2 separate regions of the Mus musculus genome follow, and region 1 is linked to region 2. A link is a contact called in public Hi-C data. All regions are on one chromosome and are shown on one strand. The core of a region is the stretch at or near the end of the contact, and the rest is flanking DNA. Distances in the headings are between cores, read along the strand shown.

What was found. Hi-C and Micro-C count contacts between places; a contact is called where the count stands out from the background.
Region 1: a contact with region 2 is called in a Hi-C map of CD4 T cells, with 2.0 times the contacts expected there. The contact joins the enhancer-like site here to the promoter of D6Wsu163e in region 2. A contact is called at or near these places in 2 of 39 promoter capture datasets (both in the C10 cell line), 2 of 484 Hi-C or Micro-C datasets (CD4 T cells and erythroblasts) and 2 of 9 other capture datasets (adipose tissue and liver).

Annotation. Positions count from the first base shown.
Region 1 is chr6:127,236,749-127,242,507 of GRCm38.p6, forward strand. No RefSeq gene overlaps it. Among named protein-coding and RNA genes, the nearest start is that of Gm38404, 68 kb to the right of the region's middle. Within about 2 kb of position 3,628, at least 87 of the 459 cell types and tissues checked have an H3K27ac peak or open chromatin away from gene starts, as enhancers often do.
Region 2 is chr6:126,938,314-126,944,087 of GRCm38.p6, forward strand. It overlaps D6Wsu163e (DNA segment, Chr 6, Wayne State University 163, expressed), which reads left to right and starts at 1,653. Exons shown (of 14, transcript NM_138594.3): 1 at 1,653-1,713; 2 at 3,999-4,193. The coding sequence starts at 4,016. It overlaps Rad51ap1 (RAD51 associated protein 1), which reads right to left and starts at 1,274. Exons shown (of 9, transcript NM_009013.4): 1 at 1,181-1,274. The coding sequence starts at 1,197.

The sequences.
Region 1 (5,759 bases), core at 2,378-4,877, 300 kb after region 2:
TCAGCTGCAAGAATCACTTCTCTTAAATGAGCAAGACAATGACATAACCAAGAACTTAAAATTGGTTTCCTTACTTGCTTCATTGATGACAGTTCATGCTTTGGTGAACTTTGTTTAGCCTTTTTTTTTTTTTCCCTTCGCTACAGGGTTGCCCAGGCTGTCCTCCAGCTCCTGAGCCGAAGTAATCCTCTGGTACCACAGGGCTGTGCTACTACACTAGATTCAATTTAACTATTCTTATATTCACATTTATTGTGATTTTTAAAGTGAAAATTAAAGAATAGACCCTATCCCAGTACCCAAAGCTGAAAAAAAATAGTCTTTGAATTATCTCATGAGATATTTATTGATTTGAATGAGAAGGGCAGCAACTTGGAAGACCCCATTTAAGCCATGAGAAATCACCTGGCCTACTGACATCGTATAATCCCTGGGGGTGCATGGCACTTCGGCTTCAGAGCTCTGGGCTAAGGTGTAAGGCCCTAGTGTAATCAATCTCAAGGAAGCCTCAGATGAGTGCGGAGGGAGAGCCTTCTGCAGAGGAACTAGCAAAGACGCGTTGAAAGTGTAAAGATTCAGAAGCTAAAGATTTCATCGTGTGGACTTTCCACATGATGAAAGGGGGTGCAGGGCACAGGGCAGGCGCATGCTGGCCCGTGGAATGTGGATGTCAGGATGTCATCATCCACCATTAATAGTCTGAACGACGGCAGGTCTGACTGTAATATTGTGTTGACTGCACAACAATATAAAATTTCTGGTTTTGACCGTTGTCCTGGGGCTGTTAATATTTGAGAATGTTGGGCGAAGGGGGTGGGGAACGCTGCTCTATTTTTGAAACTTCTCTGAGTTTGGAGTTAATTCAAAGTTAAGTTAAGGAATGGAGTCTGCTTTGAAATATCACTTGAGAGACTGATGAATTCAAGTGTCATTTGAGATAAAAGAGTGGCCCACCTTCCCCAGTAATTTTTCTTTCTTTCTTTTTATTAGATATTTTCTTTATTTACATTTCAAATGCTATCCCGAAAGTTCCCTATACCCTCCCCCCACCCTGCTCCCCTACCCACCCACTCCCACTTCTTGGCCCTGGCATTCCCCTGTACTGGGGCATATAAAGTTTGCAAGACCTAGGGACCTCTCTTCCCAATGATGGCTGACTAGGCCATCTTCTGATACATATGCAGCTAGAGACATGAGCTCTGGGGGTACTGGTTAGTTCATATTGATGTTCCGCCTATAGGGTTGCAGACCTCTTCAGCTCCTTGAGTACTTTCTCTAGCTCCTCCATTGGGGGCCCTGTGTTCCATCCAATAGATGACTGTGAGCATCCACTTCTGTATTTGCCATGCACTGGTATAGCCTCACATGAGACAGTTATATCAGGGTCCTTTTGGCAAAATCTTGCTGGCATATTCAATAGTGTCTGGATTTGGGGGCTGACTATGAGATGGATCCCCTGGTGGGGCAGTCTCTGGATGGTCCACCTTTTCGACTTAGCTCCAAACTTTGTCTCTGTAACTCCTTCCATGGGTATTTTGTTCCCTATTCTAAGGAGGAATGAAATATCCACATGCTGGTCTTCCTTCTTGATTTTCTTTTCTTTTTTCTTTTTCTTTCTCTTTTTCTTTTCTCTTCTTTTCTTTTTCCCTTTCTTTCTTTCTTTCTTTCTTTCTTTCTTTCTTTCTTTCTTTCTTTCTTTCTTTCTTCCTTCCTTCCTTCCTTCCTTCCTTCCTTCCTTTCTTTCTTCCTTCCTTCCTTCCTTCCTTCCTTTCTTTTTCTTTCTTTCTTTTTTTCTTTTTTTCTTTTTCTTTTTTGAGACAGGGTTTCTCTGTGTAGCCCTGGCTGTCCTGGAACTCACTCTGTAGAACAGGCTGGCCTCGAACTTAGAAATCCACCTGCCTCTGCCTCCCAAGTGCTGGGATTAAAGGTGTGCGCCACCACGCCCCGCTATTTTCTTCTGTTTTGCAAATTGTATTTTGGGTATTCTAAGTTTCTGGGCTAATATCAAGTGACTTCTTTTGTGATTGGGTTACCTCACTAACCAGCAATTTTTCTATACCATTATAGTATTTTATCATGCTTACTGGTATACTGGTTGGTCTGCCCCAGAGGTCAGAGGTCCTGAATGCAAGTGAGGTGTGTGTTTGTGTGTGTGTGTGATGTGTATGGAAGCCTGAGGTAAGCTCTGGTGTTACTCTTGATGACATCTACCTGGGACCTGGGACTTGCAGCTTGGCTTGGCTGGCTCACCTGTGGAGCCCCAGGGACCTGCCTGTCTCTGCTGCTACAAGCACTGGGATTACAAGAGCGTATCACCTTGTCTGGCTTCTTACATGGATGCTGGGGTTTCAAGCTCAGGTCTTCACACATCACCAATTGATTTGTCTCCGCATGCCCCAGCTTTGTGCAAGTTTTTATGTGAACAGAAGTTTTCAAGACCTTTGAGTAATACCAAACCATCAACAAGATCACCATCATCGTCATTATCGTCATCATCACTGCTATTAATTGATTGAGACAGGGTCTCTCTATGTTGTGCTGGCTGACCTGGGACCTTGTGTAGACCAGGCAGGCCTCAAATCCACAGATATCTGCCTGCTTCTGTCTCCCTAGTGCTGGGATTAAAGGTGTGGACCACCTCTGCCCAGCTAGCTTGGCTGTGCATGGGTGTGTGCTAGTATCTCACCGATATTTGAATTTGCATTTTCCCCAGAGCCTTGCTGTAGAGTATCTTTATTTGTCATGAGTAGATCATTGGTGGAGTGAATGCCAAGGTCTTTGATCCTTGAAATTGAGTTGGTTTACTTTATTTAGATAAAATATTATTTTTGGACATTTTCATACATATATAGATTTTTATTTTTACAATAGCCTTTTGAAGTTGCTCTGAGGTAAAAATATCATCCTAATTTTATTCCTAGGTTGGAGTGGTTAGCAGTGCCTAGGGATAGCTTGCCTTAGGTATACCCAGGTGGCCAATCTCTCTTGCTTCCTCTTTCCTGCATCTGGGCCCTTTCAGTGGATCACCAGGTGGCCTGTCCCCCCACCCTTCCACTCTAGTTTTTCTGAACACAGCTGAGGACATGATACCAGTTTTCTGCTAATCCCAGACAGGGTTCCTGGAATCAAGGTGGGGAACCGAGGACACCTCAGAATAACCCAGGGCCCTGGCTCAGGACTCCACCCACAGGAAATCCCCTGCTCTGTGGCCCCCGAGTGTCAGTTTTGAAGGCTGCTCAGCCAGCCAGCCATGTATTAGGACCTGCTCAGGACTTTTCTGGACCTTTCTCTGAGGCTGACAGTGAGTGGCCATCCGTGAGTGGAAGTGGGCTGTAAATTCTTTTGACGGCCACGGCTTTTGCTTCCGGGGAATTCCATTCTCAGTCTATAAAGCCCCCACAGACATCAAAACGTGCTTTCTTTCTTTCTTTAAAATTGGGAAGTTCCTTACAGCTGTCAGAGTAATGAGTGTCCTGTTTCCCTTATGACTCCTTTTTACCCCCTGGGCTGTCCCGTTCAGCCCACTCCCCACAAGCCATAACAAGAGTCACCATTAAAGAGTTGTTAGTTTCAGTTTCTGGAGGGCAAACTCTGACTTCCTTTTACATTGTTTTAGTTCATTGCTACACATGCGAACAATGCAAAAGCAGGCCTTCCTCTAAATCTGGATGAAGTAGGCAAAGCCTTGCGGCACTCACAGAACTGCCCACCTGGGTGCGTGCGGCACAGGGCCGATCGATCTTGCCTCATGGTCCGTGGACCACCGAGCATCACCCTCTCTGCCTTGACTCCCAGGCCTGCTCCCCTAACCTGTAAGTGTGCAAACTGGCTCACCTGTTGGAAGAATGGAGTCTGAAGATCCCACCCCTGCCCCTACCGGCAGAAAAGTGTGCTCTGGGGTCCCAGTTTGCAGAGCGTAGCCTAGGGTTGAGAAGTATCTCTAAGGGCAGAGCTCTAGCATAGCAAAGGAGCCAGAGGGACCAGAGCAGGTACCATCTACTGAGAGGTAAGGGGTAGAGTGCTGGGGTTACCTTTCCTCGCCCACCCAGAGAGAACCAGTTACCATGTCCCCTTTCCCTTGCAGACATGCAGACTACATGAGTCGCAAAGAACAAAGGTACTGTTCGGAAGGTCATTTCCCCTCCCCACGCAGTGAATAATACCATACTGTATGCATAGTTCTGCAACTGCCTTGTGCTCGCTTAGACTGAACTGAGGCCTTTTTTCCACATGATTCTGTGTTTTTAACTGCCACCTGGTACCCCGTGGGTATGACTATACTGCCGTTTCTATAAAGACAGGAGTCATTGCTTCAGACCGGGGGGTTTACACTACTATATCTACTATTACACGTGCATTCCTTAAAAATGCCGCGTGCCATAAAATTGCTCACTGAAGGTAACAGCATAAAGCCTCGGAATTGGTCAGTACTGTAAAGCCCACATGGCTTGGCTATAGAGCATTAACAAGACTAGTAATCGACACTTCAGGAAAGCAAGCAGCACTATGTGAGGAGACTGCCTCTGGGGACATTAAAACCCATACAGACCACTCATGTAGGAGCTGCTCTGCAGGTGTCAGGACCATGAGCCAGGTGGGCACAGGAGGAAGTGCAGGCTACCTTCAAGGATGCTCTCTTTGGGGAGTGAAGCCCGGTTGCAAGGCTGCCTTTGCTATTGTCTTAAAATGGAGCAGAAGGAATTCTTCCTGCACAGGAGTCAAGCTGATGGCTTTTCCCTATCTGCTGCTCAAGTATCAGGGTGTCTCCCCCCCACCTCTGTGCCCACCCTTCCACCCCCTCCCATCCTTCCCAGTTTCCGTGCCTGCCTGCCTCAGTTTGTAAAATGACCATCTTCTTCACTGCCAAGGTGGCCGAGCTCTTTTTCCACAAATCTATTACATCAAGGTGACAGGCATGTGGTACACACCTGGGAAGTGTTTGAGGCAAGGGAAGAAGGGGCGGGGAAGGAAACGGAGAGAAACAAAAATAAGCAAATACAATAGTTTTGGTGGTGGGGTTTGCTGATCTGCCATTTGCCAATGTGGAAACTGCTGAGCTGCAGGCTATCTCAGATCTGCAAGTAAAAGGTGCTCCAAGCCGCATGGGAGAGCTGTGCCTCAGCTGCCCTCAGGCCCTGGGCTGTGTGGGCTCCCGAGGTAAAGCCTACCTAGTTGGAGAAATTAATATCAGGTGCTTCCCCCACAGTGGATTTCCCTACCTTTAAGGAGGAAAGATTATTTAAAATCTTGTTTGAATTTTGTGAAGTGGAAATTCCCCTCCGTGTAACTTCTCACTTGCCTCAGTCTGAGGGGATGCATTGTGTTAGGAGGGTCTCTGAGGGGGTGCGTTAGGAGGGTCTCTGAGGGGGTGCGTTAAGAGGACTGAGACCCCGAGCATAGAGTGGCCGTAGGATCCTCGAGCGATCATCCAGCCCATTCTTTGAGCTTCTCTTCTGGTCTCCTTGGGAAGGCTTGTGGATGGCTTTAGCTTCAGAGATGCAGGGGGTGGGGGAGGGGAGGTAATGGTCCTGATACTGCTGAGTTCAAGAGTGCCGGGACATTCTCTAACTTCAAATCCACAAGCACCGTCTCCTTCATGCAGTCCCTTCTACTTTGACTCTCTGAAGGCCTCTCAGGAGCGTGCTTGCTTGCTTATGTGCTGGGGAGAAAGCCAAGGTCCCTGAGCATGCCAGGCAAGTCTTTACCATGGAGCTCCATCTTCAGCCCCCAAAGTATGCTCAGAGGGGTTCAACCTTTGG
Region 2 (5,774 bases), core at 403-2,902:
CTTACTTGCTCCATCTCCACACCACACACACACACACACACACAGTGCCAAAGTCACACACAACTGATAGCATCTCAATTCCCCCCTCCCCCCTGCTTTCGCTCTGGCCACTCCAGTCCCCCTCAGAGCCAACCAACAGCCGGTGGCCTTTATAAAAGTGAAATGAGAATATCTCAGGCCCTCCACCACTGAAACTACAGATTTCCCATTTGTCTCAAATAAAATTCAAACTCCTAAGACCTACAAGCTGCTTTAGATAGATTTAGATAGATTACAACTGCTTTGTAATCTATCTGACTCAGTCCTCAATCCATCCACATGCTTGTTCATCCCACACCTTCAATCTGCTTCTCAAACATGGTGAACCTTGGGCTTTGGCTCCTATTTCATGTGAATGCCCCTTACATTTTACCTAGGTAACGCGTTCATATGATTTAAAGTAAGGCTTTTCTCCTTCCTCCTATGTTACATTGTGGTGTTTATTTTGTTACTCCCCCTTATCTCTCCCCACCCCTCTTCCAATAGAGTGTAGCCTCCAGCTCTTAGTACAATACAGGCCTAGGAGAATTCACTAAGTTTATTGTTGTTTGGTTTTGCAGGACTGGGGTTTGAAGCTGGGGGCCTCTCATCTGCTAGGCAATCACTGGACCACTGGGCCATAGTCTCAGCTATATTCAGTCATTCTACTAAATGGATGGCCAGCCTGGCATCCCGGTTGTGATCACAGAGAGATTCCAACAGTCTAAAGGAAAGCAGATAGGAACTGGGGGTCATGTGACAGGGCACCACGGCTTGAGCTGGAAGTTAAATGGGCCTCTCTGCCTAGGGATTTGAGGGAATAGGCACACCTGCTTTTTCTGTATCGCTCAACGTATGACAGCCACTTAACGCGGTCGCTCGCTGTCGCGTTAAGCGCGACTCAAATGCTAGCCTACCAGGTCCCTCTGGAGTGGGGTGACTCAGGGGCGACAGCTGCAGAAGGAGGCCGAGGGGCGGCAAGCGAGATGCCAGGCGGGCTCCTCTGAGCAGCGGGTGGCTCTCACCGGAGACTGGCGACGAGCACCCACCCAATCGCGCTGCCCTCTGTCGGATCTCGTCCTCTCCCGCAACCATGCATGACAGTGGCCCCCATCGTCCCCGTCCTTCCTCTCTGCCCCGCGGGACGTCACCAACCACTCACCTGATAGGACGCACCATGGTGCCCTGCCTAGAGCAGCAGTGCTCTGGAGCTGGGGAGCAGCTGTGGCGGTTTCAATTCCCGCCGAAAACCAGACGTCGCGCTCCACGCCCCGCTGCGCCAGCCCGCCAATCACCGCTCGCCTGCCTGAGGCGGCGCCTGCGTGCTGAAGAGAGGGCGCCTGCGCACACACACCGTGGCCCGGGCACGCCATCCTGGATCCTGTCTGCTCAGACTTAGCTTTTGTTTTGATACTGCACTTTCGTCACAATTGCGATTTGGTACCGAGTCTAAAATACAATATAAAAATAGCGACACGCCTCCAATATTTAGAATGACTAACTTAAAAATAACTGGAACAAAGGGGGTCTTGGATAGGCGTTTTCCTTGGCGCTTGAGGAAAGAGAAACATGAGTTCCGAATCTGCCAAAGTGGATCTATTGGAGGTTAAAAAAAAAAAAGCAAGAAGTCAGCTGACTTATTTGGGCAGTTCTGCGTTGACAGCTCCAAGTGTGCTTTGGTGTCTGATGAGAGAGGTGAGTTCGAGCCCACAGCGAAGAAGCCCCTTCAGTGTGGAGGACCCAATGACGGTATCTGGTACAGACTTAAAGAACAGAAGGAGTCTTCTAAGGGCCATCTAAAGTGCTGGAGTGCAGCTTGCCATTGCCAGTTCAGTGTTTGTGGTCAACTAGGCTTGTCGTTTTGCATGTTGCTCTGACAGGGTGTAGGCACACCCAGAGAATTCGGAGACGTAAACTGGATTACGATGAATTGTATCCTGAGAGCAACAGACCACAGGAACAAAGAGTAACATGAAAACGTGTGTTTTTATTGGTTTTGTTCTGTTTCATGTTACAATGTATTCTAATTACTGTCTCACCTTATGTCGCACCTGTCCCTACTAACTTGCCCATCCCTCTAATCTCTGCATTTCCACCAGTCCCCTTTCTAGATTCATGTCGTTGGGTTTTTTTTGTTTTGGTTTGGTTTTGTTTGTTTTTGTGACCCTATATCTTAATTAGACCAGACTATTGAATTGCGACTACTCATTGGAGCCTGGTGGGGGCACCCGTGGGCACACAACTGAAAAATAACTTCCCTTTTCCTGAATCTGCCCATAGAAAACAGTTCCTTAATGACACATGGGTCATTCTGAGTCGTCTTCTCTCTTCCCTCTGCTGCTGCTGAGGCTAATCTTATGCAGACCTCTGACACTGCAGTGAGTTTACTGCTGTAATGGCAGCGTCTTGTCAGAAGGTGGCATTTTGTCTTCCTCTCTATGATCTGGTTCCTCTATTTTTCCACTTCCTATTCTGCAGTGTTCCTTGAACCTTCACAGAGGTGGTATAAATGCCTTGTTTAGGGCCGAGTCCCCATCCATCACATGTTCTCACCTTGTGGCACCTGGAGTCTGTACATTCATTATAGTTCACTGGAAAGAGACAATTCTCTGATTAAGTCTGGGAGTAGCACTTGTCGTGGGTATAGACATGGTGGTTTGACAGTGTCCATTTAACTGAACAACAGTATTTATGTTCCCCCCCAGGGCCCATCATCTTCCCTGCTATGGGTTTCCAACAGGAATCATAGTGCCAGGCAGGGGTATGCTCCTATAGAGCTGACCTCAAATCCAGTCAGAGCAAATTGGATACCCTCATAATGGTACCCTAGTGCCCAGATGAGCATGTCTTGCCTGGCAGGTTAGTAGAGTTCATAGAGTCCACAGCTGGGTTGGACCAGTAATGAAATTTCTCTTATAGCAGCCTCCTTAGTATCTTCAAGGACCATAAAAGATAGCCAGCAAAGAGGAAGCTTCCAGCAGAGTTCCAGCTTGGCTTTTTTATATCATCAATTGAGCTGTGCAGTGTCTTTAACAACAGAGTTTATCATCTAGTTTTTATGGACGACCAAGAACAATGACAACAATCTCTACTGTCCTGGGAGTTCATATATATATATATATATATATATATATATATATATATATATATAAATGCATACATATATATGTACATATATGTGTGTATACATAGACTGATGGCTAGCTCTTTAAGGGACCTCGACTCCTACTGTCTTTACTGCATTTTCTTTTCTCTGAGTAGTGTTCAGTGTGCCTTGGGCAGCATCCTGTGTGGTCTGTTCTGTGCCCGTGCTTCCTACTTGGAGATCTTTCTTGTGTTCCCATATCCTTTTTCTGATACATCTCCTGACCTTCAACATCAAACATCTTCAAGCTACCACTGGGTCTCCGTTGTGTTTGGCCACTTGTATGAGTTCCGTAAGCTAGCTGTACACTTACAGACCCCCAACCCGTCCCTCCTCCAGCATTTCCTCTTGCCCCCCCCCCACTCTGTACCTTCCCTTGTATTAACTACTTGTTATTCTTCCCTAGGAGTAAAAGTACTTCTTGAGCATATTGTTTGCTCTGAAATTAACTTTAAAATAACTTTTCATTTTAAAAAAAAAGGAAGAAGCAGCATTTGGTTTTTGTCACGAAGATGAATGTGCAGGAATAAGCAGGAAACACTATAATAGACTGGTTGTGGTGGTGCACACCTTTAATATCAGCACTTAGGGTGGGGTGTGCTGAGACAGGAGAATCAAATGTCTGACATCATCCTAGGATACGTAGTCCTAAGTCACCCCAAGATGCACAGTGAGACATCCTCTCTAATAAAATGGAAGGAAAATGAAGACTGGAGTCGTTGGTTCAGCATCGCATGGGGGCGGGGTGGGGTGGGGTACAGTCTCTGAGGGATGGGCTGTGTTTTAGAGGTGTCCTGTGGCCGTTTGACTCATGGTTCTTTGGCTCATCCTACAGAAACCCTGCTGAAGAATATGAAGAAAAACCGAGAAAGGTTCTGCAACAAGGAAAGGGAATTTGTGTACAAGTTCCAGGTAGGACGTGAGCGCTTAGAGCTGAGAGTGCCCCTCAGGTTTCCTGTGGAGGAGAATGCCAGTCATCTGCATGGACGTCTGATGCTGCTGCACAGCTTGCCTTGCTTCATAGAGAGTGGTGAGGACGGACCTCCTTTTGTTTCTCCATAGTCTCTATTGTTAGATGTTTCTTGGTAGAGCACAGATTTTTGAACTTGGGATGTGACCCATGAGTCTGCACAACTGAGTGAGTGTCGGGCTCATGATGAACATGTCAACCTGAAGAGGTTTTCAGCACAAGTGACCAAATGTTAATTCAAAGCCAGCAGTATGGTGGATTGAAGGAGCTCAAAGCTTGCTTTGCACCGCCCATGCCACTGAGCTGCCCACTGCCAGTGAGTGCTGCCCACTGCCAGTGAGTGCTGCCCACTGCCAGTGAGTGCTGCCCACTGCCACGGAGCTGCCTACTGCCAGTGAGTGCTGCCCACTGCCAGTGAGTGCTGCTGAAGCCTCCTGGAGCAGACTCAGACTGCTGTTTGCACTGCGTTTACTGTCTGGCATGGCTTTCTGTTCTTGTAGAAATGATGGTTTCCACTCCTCCTTCCTCAACACTGAAGCTTCAAATTCCTGTATCTTCAGATTGTATTGTGTTGGAATGTTTTTGAGTTTAAACATTTTTTTATTGCATTTATTTATTGTGGAGGCAGAGCCTATGTGTGTATATAAAAATTTGCTTAACAAATTTTGACATGAAATTAAGACAGAATTGCTAGCAATTTCTAAAAAGGCCTTAAATACGTGTTTTGGCATCTTATACTATGTATTTATGGAAAATAGTATTCTTGACATTGGCAATTATAAAATCAAAATGAAAAAGTTAAGTGTACTTTCAGTATTAAGTATTCAGCCAAGATTTAATTACTTGTATTAAAATGATCAAGCATATTCATTTCATTAGTACTCATCTTTTATTTTGTGTGCCTGGGTTGAGGGGGTATGTGCATGTGTGACTCTATGAGGTGTATCTATCTTTGGGGAGTGTATGTCTGTGGGGTGTGTGAATGTGTGTGTGTGTGTGTGTGTCAGGGGAGGTTATATGTGGGCATGTGAGTGTGGAGGGTTCATGTGTGGGCTTGTGAGTGTGTGTGTGGGGTTATGTGTGGGCGTGTGTTGGGGGGTGGTAGGGACCAAAAGTTGATGTCAGGTCTTCCTTGGTTGTCCGCCTTTCTGTTCTTTAGAGTAATGGTCTTTCACTGAAGCCAGAGCTCACCAATCCAGCAAGACTTGGTGGTTAGTGAGCTCCGGGGATCTCCTCAGCCCAGGCATGATAGGCACACACTGCTAACCCCTGTATCTTACATCGGTCCTCAGGATTGAAGTCATATTTACACGACAAGCCCTGTGCTCACTGAGCCTCCCCCAGCCTTTTAGTCTTTAATAATTGGATTTATATACACCAAGGTATCATAAGTTTCCTCATGATTTTTAAACAGTGAGTGTTTGATTCTGTATACATATTACCGATTTTACATACCTTTTGTCTTAGTTGGTTTTGTATTGCTGTGAGAAAGACCATGACCAAGAGCAAATTGGGGGAAGGGGTTGCAGTTGCTGTCTATCATGGGGAAGTCAGGGCAGAACCTCAGGGCAGGAATCCGGAGGCCGGAACTAAAGCTGAGGTCATGGAGGAGCACTACGTACTGTGGTGTTCTCTGTGGCT